Regions from separate parts of the Lactuca sativa genome. Here region 1 is linked to region 2. A link is a contact called in public Hi-C data. All regions are on one chromosome and are shown on one strand. Each heading gives the region's core, a stretch centred on a gene start, on an enhancer-like site or on the middle of the called end of the contact. The rest is flanking DNA. Distances are from core to core; before and after follow the strand shown. Region 1 holds the start of LOC111885471 (inactive TPR repeat-containing thioredoxin TTL3). Region 2 holds the start of LOC111885483 (receptor-like protein EIX2).

What was found. A called contact is a pair of places that touch in the nucleus more often than the background predicts.
Region 1: a Hi-C map of leaf shows a contact between it and region 2, with 5 times the contacts expected there. The contact joins the promoter of LOC111885471 here to the promoter of LOC111885483 in region 2. A contact is called at or near these places in 3 of 4 Hi-C or Micro-C datasets (leaf and seed).

The regions. Positions count from the first base shown.
Region 1 is chr8:245,498,356-245,502,501 of Lsat_Salinas_v11, reverse strand. It overlaps LOC111885471 (inactive TPR repeat-containing thioredoxin TTL3), which reads left to right and starts at 2,200. Exons shown (of 6, transcript XM_023881725.3): 1 at 2,200-3,382; 2 at 3,840-4,032; 3 at 4,109-4,146. The coding sequence starts at 2,466.
Region 2 is chr8:245,247,070-245,250,795 of Lsat_Salinas_v11, reverse strand. LOC111885483 (receptor-like protein EIX2) reads left to right here and starts at 1,945. Exons shown (of 2, transcript XM_023881740.3): 1 at 1,945-2,079; 2 at 2,627-3,726. The coding sequence starts at 3,651.

The DNA.
Region 1 (4,146 bases), core at 951-3,450, 250 kb before region 2:
TTGGGCCATATGTTGGGCTTTGATCCCTAGTTGACTTTGGGCCTATGGATTGGGCCTTGGGCTTGGGTAAGCCAAGCTAGGGGTAATGTCGTAATTACCCAAAGTATGTATTTATAGTTATGTGTTAGAACCCAATTATTAATTGGGTGTTATTTTGGTGTTGATAGTTCGGGAATCTGTTATCCAGCAACTAAGGTTGAGTCGGCGGGATTTCAGCAGTATGAGATTGTGTCTACGGGACTTTAGTAGTGTGAGGTGAGTTTCCTTCTAGTAGGAACGGGTCTACGGCCACAATGTCGGCCCGTTTAGTTAGCAGTAGTTCCGGACCTCGATCCGATGCAGTAGTTAGATTGCTTGATGTCTTTGTGATTCAATCATGTTTTGTGTTATGTGTTCCGGACCCTGGTCCGATGCAGTATGAAATATATGTGTTCATGCTAGTTCATATGTTTATGCTATGTTATGTTCAGTTAGTTCCGGACTTCGGTCCGATGCAGGGGACAAGGTCCCAGTAAGTTCCAGACTTCGGTCCGATGTAGTTTCCGAACTTCGGTTCGATGCATAGGTCAAGGCCTTGGTTAGTTCCGGACTTCGGTCCAATGCAGTTTCCAGACTTCGGTCCGATGCAGAGGGCAAGGCCTTGGTTAGTTTCCGGACTTCGGTCCGATGCAGTTTCCGGATTACGGTCCAATGCAGTGGGCAAGGCCCAATATGTGCTTTATATGTTATTGTATGGTATGTGGTAGTTTGGGGGAGCTCACTAAGCTTTGTGCTTACAATTTTCAGTGTTTGGTTTCAGGTACTCAGTTTTCAAAAGAGGAGCTCGGGAAGATTGCAGTGCACACACCATTTGTTCAGCCTGGGATGTTTATACTATGGTATACTTGACAGTTGTTATAATATTTTGAGATACATTGCTTATGATTTTTATATGAGGTTTATCGACTATGGTTTTTATTATTTAATTAAACGAAATTTTCAGACTGTGTTTTTGGGATGTTTCAATGACCCTCCCTAAATCTGCCCGTATGAATGAATATAAATGTCAGTCAATTTCTCGGCCGACGAGCTTTCCCGAATAGCAATGAAATGGACACTCTTTGTCAGACGATCCACAATCACCCAAATAACATCAAGTCCCATTATCGTCTGTGGTAACTTGGTGATGAAATCTATGATGATCTGTTCTCATTTCTACATAGTGGGTTAATGTCACATCATTACTAACTTGTGTTGTGGCATGATGTACTAGTTGTTAGAGGTTTTTGGAAATAAAACATTTTAAACTACTAGTAGAAAGTTCAATGTGCTATAATATTATTTTCCCTTGAGTAAATTAGACGAATGGTCCCTATGGTTTGGGGTAATTTGCATGTTTGGTCCCTAACTTATTTTTTTAACTCGGAAGGTCCTTACTGTTTGTTTTGGTTGCGAGCTTGGTCCCTGTCTTACCTAAAAAGACTATTTTTCCCTTGATTTTTTAATTTATTTAAATAAGCACACCCCAACTCTACTTCCACCTCACCTTATCTTACCTTACCTACCCACCTTATTTAAATAAATTAAAAAATCAAGGGCAAAATAGTATTTTTATGTAAGACAGGGACCAAGCGCGCAACAAAAACAAACCGTGAAGACCTTTTTTTGAATTAAAAAAATAAGTTAGGGACCAAACATGCAAATTACTCCAAACGATAGGGACCATTCATGTAATTTACTCTTTTCCCTTTAACAAAACAAATAAATTACATGTAACCTACAATTATGCTGTATCATTTGTACAAACTCTTTGGGTTGATCCAACTTTCTCTTGGTTTTTGTTTTTTATCTCTATAAATTCTTTGTTTTGATAACTTACATGTAACCTTTGTCATCTGTAGAATTACATCTGTATCATTTGTACAAACTCTTTGGGTTGATCCAACTTTCTCTTGGTCTTTGTTTTTTATCTCTACCAATTCTTTGTTTTGATCCAGCGTCTTTTTCTTTCTTCATATATTGACGCCGTTAAAAAAATAGTCAATATAAGAAAGAATAAGGAATAATAAATCCCTAATAATTTTTATTTAATTAACTAATTTCTATGGCATGACATGAACCCTATATTGATTTTGGACGGCTGTGATGAGGTGTGGTGCAGTAGTCCAGCTGATTCCAGTGGTGGAGTGGATCATAATTTCACAAATACAATAAATAGATACAACCCATCTCTTCCTCTCGCTCTCCACCAGCTCATCATATTCATTCTTTGCTTCTTCCTTTTATATATCACGAGATCCCCATCTTCTTCTTCTTTTCTCTTTCTCTTTCTCTTTCTCTCTCTATTAATTCATGTACTGTTACCGACTTTTCTCCTTCTATGTCCTTCCGTTAAAGTTTCCATTTTTATAGCTTTTTCAGACATCCTACTTGCTATCCCCACAACCACCCAGCTTTTGCTCCAACGAATTTCTTCATTTTTAGCAATGGAGCATGTCGGGAAGCCGTTTGATGAAATGGGTCTTCAGTCACTTCCCAATGTACTTGAAAACTCATGTTCTCTTGAGCAGAACAAGCCTGATTTCAAAGAACTCGATCTGGGTTCTGCGACTTCAATCTCCGGAAGCGGTGGTGGTGTGCGTGGAGCTGAGAAAGACCCATTACGTAGAAGATCTAATAGATCTCATTCCGGTGAGCTAAATGCGAGTAGTATCCCCGCCAATACTACCCCGGAAAAGCTTCGATCTGGCTCCGGTGAGTTGAATCGGAGGGGTGGTCATCGGAGAGCGTATTCCACTGGAGCTCCGTTGATATATTCGGGTAGTGGAACCATCCACTTTACTGGAAGTCCTGCCACCACTACTAGCACTAGCAGCACCACCACTACCACCAACAGCGGTGGCAGCGGCGGTGGTGGCAATGTAAGTTCAGTAAATTCTCCCAATACAAACTTATACCCAACTGGCAACATCTGCCCATCAGGTAAAATCCTTAAATCCAATATGAATTCTCGTACACCGACAACCCGACCCGAGAAATTGGGGTTGGGTATGGGTACTGGCAATTACGGCCATGGAAGTATAATCAAAGGTGGGGGAAGATCGGTTGAATCAAATGGAGAAATCGGGATAATTTTAAAGAAGGCAATGATTAGTCATGATGTTGAAGAAGTGAAAAACGCTGGAAATGAGTTGTACAAAAGAGGCAATTTCACAGACGCTTTATCTTTATACGATCGTGCCATTACCATCTCGCCGGAAAATGCAGCTTGCCGGAGCAATAGGGCGGCAGCATTGACTATGTTGGGGAGGTTTGGGGAGGCGGTTAGAGAATGTGAGGAGGCTGTGCGGTTGAACCCTGGTTATCAAAGAGCTCATCAAAGATTAGCTTCTCTTTATCTCCGGTAACTTCACTAAACCATGATCCAATCGATCTTTTTAATTTCAAATAGATCTTAATTTCCACATAATATTAGTTAGATTTCATGAACGTTAATGCCCTTAAATTTTGCTTCGAGATTTGCACATAATCGACACAATTAGAATCTAATGATTATTTGTATAGAACTAGGTTACATTTATTTCGATAATCATTTTTCTAAAATTACTTCTTACATAATCATCCAAATCTGATTACTCCTTGTTGGCATTAGGCTCTTATGTCAGCTACCATGTTACATTGTACTTGATTCACATCATGTCATAGCCATCATAGCCATCATAGCCACCTAGCTAACTAATGTACCTGACTTACATCATGTCATGATGTTCTTGGCACAACAGTGTGGGTCAGCTTAGCTGTTGCCGGGAGAATAACCCTTTTGCAGTAGTCTGATTATTTTAACCCTAAATAATTTACAGGCTAGGCTACGTCGAACGCGCCTATCACCACCTTTCTCATAGTCAACAAAACGACATAACCGAGATACAAAAATTACAAACTTTGGAAAAACATATTAATAGATGCGCGGATGCCCGAAAGATCGGTGATTGGAAAGGAGCACTTCGGGAATGTGAAGCCGCCATGTTAACCGGAGCCGTGTCGTCTCCACACGTACTCATCCAAATCCTTTTCTTTTTATTTTCATTTTTACGATTTGACCTTGTGTTTTAACCGTGTAAATTTACAGATAATCGCATGCAAGGCGGAGGCGTTTTTGAAACTCCA
Region 2 (3,726 bases), core at 696-3,195:
ATTAGTCCTATTTAATTTTTTTAAATTCAAAAAATTAACAATTCATAGTCCTTGATTAATCTCCGCCTAGCCGATTAATCTCTTAAGCCTAGTCCACCGACTAACTAACGTCGAACATTTTTTACAACCTTGATATATATATATATATATATATATATATATATATATATATATATATATATATATATATATATATATATATATAGAGAGAGAGAGAGAGAGAGAGAGATGTATAGGCTGATTTTTATATTTAATAATATTAATAAATTTAAAAAGTAAAAAAAATTGGAAAATAAAAATATTAATAGTATAATAGTCTTTTTAGTTTGGAAAGACACCAAAACCACAAACAAACTTGCTAAAAAAGACTATGAATCATTTTTTTTATTGTTTGGATGCGTTTTTTGAAAAAAAAAATTCAAACCACATGGAATATTTTGCAGTTTTTCAATAAATTATAAGGACATAAAAACAATTTTAAACATATGGAACCTAAATCAACAAAAAAAAAATCTAAAATTGATCACAATTTTTTTGTTTTCGATAAAACAATATAATTTTGACAACACATGACCATTTTTGCAAATTTGTTTAAAATTCGTCGGTTTTATTAAGAGTAAATTACATGAATGGTCCCTATGGTTTGAGGTAATTTGTATGTTTGGTCCATAACTTATTATTATTATTATTATTTTAATTCGAAAGGTCTTTATTATTTATTTTTGTAACGCGTTTAGTCATTGTCTTACCTAAAAGGACTATCATGCCCTTATTAATTTCCTTTTTTTAATTAATTTTATTATTTATATTATTTTAATTTATTATTGTAAATAAGAAAAAAGGCATGTGGGTCTCACTCCTTTACTGCCTTTCTCAATACTCTTGGTCGATTTATCCTTCTTCATCATCATCACCGACCTCCCCTGTCCTCAACCCTCCGTCGTCTTCTCTATAGACTTGAAACTGCTCCCTCCTCTATCTTCAACGTCGAGTATCTCCTTCATCCATTCCTTACCACCTACCTCTTCATCACTGATAAACCCTGACTTCAAAATTACCCTTTTGTGGCCTAGATATCACTACAACATTATTACTCATGATGCCAACCATCCAATCGCCACTTGCCCCATCGTCTTCGATGTCTCTCTCTATCAGCCAGACATGACACATGACATACCTTCGTTTCCATATTTTATCTAACCGTATCACATGTCATCAATGTTGTATACCGCCGCTGGTCTCCATCACAAGCAATCGTCACCTGCCTCCATCGCCAAATGACCGTCGCTGACCTCCATTGTCAATCTAACCGCCTGTGGTCTCAGCTGAGTTCAGTTGCTTTATATAAATTTCTTTGTCTGATTCCAAGTATTGTTGCATTAATATGTGTCCATGAGTGTTTAATTTCAAGTTTTTGAGTCTGATGTCAAGTGTATCTACATAAATTGAATTTCAAGTTTCAATTCGTGCTTCATGTATGATTTGTTTTTCAATTTATATTTCAATTTTAATCTCAGATTTCATAACTGATTTATGCTTCAATATTTGATAAATTTGATTTTAGATGCAGACATGCAATGGTTTTAACTCTCATGATGGGTGGATAGTGGTGGTGAAGAATACGGTAGATAGCTTTCTAGGGAGGATGGGTAGTTACAGACATGAAATGGGAATGGGAAAAAATGGTGGGGTAGGTAAGGCGAGGTGGGGTTAGGGTTGTGATGTGTTTATTTAAATAAATTAAAAAATCAATGACAGTATAGTGTTTTTAGGTAAAATAGTGACCAAGCGCGTAACAAAAACAAACAGTAGAAACTTTTTGAGTTAATAAAATACGTTAAGGATCAAACACGCAAATTACCCCAAACCATAGCACCATTCGTGTAATTTACTCTTTTATTTACTAAAAATTCGGTTCGATTAGTGTAGATTGTTAGAGCGGGTTGGTTTGACGACGGACTAATAGCTTTCCCAAACTCTACCGTCTTCAAAGTCACTAGCAGCGAAGGTGGTGAGGACAGCGAAAAGGCTAAGCCTCCATTGCCACTCATCTCTCTCCTTAATTTCTCGGTTCACTCAGTAAGGTTTCTCATTTTTTTTTTTCTGTTTGACCTAATTTTAATTGATTTCACTAGCTTTTGTCTGTTTGTGTTTTACAAAATTCTGAATATGCTGTACACTTGCTCTCCTAATGGTAGATATAATATCAACCATTTCTGCTCTTTTTTGTCCTTCCCTAGTGAAGTTGCAATTCTTTTAAGCATTAAATGCTTGCCATTATTTTCTCTAAATGTGGTTTTCCTAATAATCTTGGAACTTTGTTTCATTGCCTCAGAGCCCTTCTGAAGTACATGCTAATGTTGCAGAAACTTCATGTACTATATAACACGAAATGCACAATCTCTTCATGTCTCTATGCTTTCTAGTTCAATCTTTGTATGTGTTTATGACTTCATGTGCTGGATGCATTGTCGATAGGGGGAGGGGAGGGGAGATTTTAGCTATTTTCCTGATTTACCCTTTTACTCCTAGAATAGAGCTGTAGCAGTTTTGGTTCATTTGCAATTTTGAATTACTATATCAAGATTTGTATCAGAATAATAACGAAGAGGGATATGTTTATTAGGGAGAAGTTACATGGAAATTTCCATACAAAAGATGATTTGTGCATCAAACATGTCACTATTGTAGTCCCAACTTGCAATCAGGGGGTTTACTTTGTTGACTTCAAAGTCTTTGTGTGAAGAAGATTTGTGGCCAAGTACATTTACGTTTTCCATGGGGCATAGTTTGTACCCAGAACTCCAAATTCAATAACAATAATTGTCTAATTCGCTATAATCCAAAAAATTTCATAACAATATTGCTATCAAATTAAAGAGAAAAATTATTGAAATTCTGATATAACTGGTTTAATTATTAAAATATTGCAGATTAAAAAATGTTGGTAATTTGTTCTAGGTTAAAAGAAATTATATTTATATGTATGTATGTATGTATTGTATGATGTATGATGTGTGATGTATGTATATGCGTGTGCGTGTGTTAGAAGTTCCATGTGTACTTGTTTGTGGATACAAATTAGGTTGCCAATTGACTTCCAATTCTGGTTCACATGACTTCAAAGTCCTCCATGACAATATGGTGCTCTTCATTATATGGATTTATAAATGAACTATTCTCGATCATAACAACCCATCAGTTCATCATAACAACCTATATTTCCACTTCATTTCTTCCAAAATTAAACTGAGTTGGGGTTGATAATGGGGAATCACAGGGATTTGGGGCTCCATCTTGTTTTCGTATGTGTTTTTTTGTTTGCAACTACAAATACTTGTTTCGGTGCTGGAAATGTAAATGTTGTTTGTTCTCAGAAAGAGAGACTCGCTCTTCTCAAGTTCAAAGGGAGTGTGAAAGATTTTTCTGGAATGTTGTCATCATGGGCTGGCAATGACTGTTGCATGTGGGAAGGAATCCAGTGTGACAGTCTCACTGGAACTGTTGAAAGCCTTCATCTCAATGACTTAATTGGTAATGAGGTGAACTCTTCTTTGGCAGAGCTAAGGAATCTCAAATACTTAGATTTGAGTTGGAATGATTTTGGTTGAAGCCGGATCCCTGAGTTCATTGGATCCTTCAAACAGCTGATGTACCTGAATCTCTCTTATGCTGGTTTTCAAGGTATTATTCCTCCTCACATTGGAAACCTTTCTAATTTAAAGG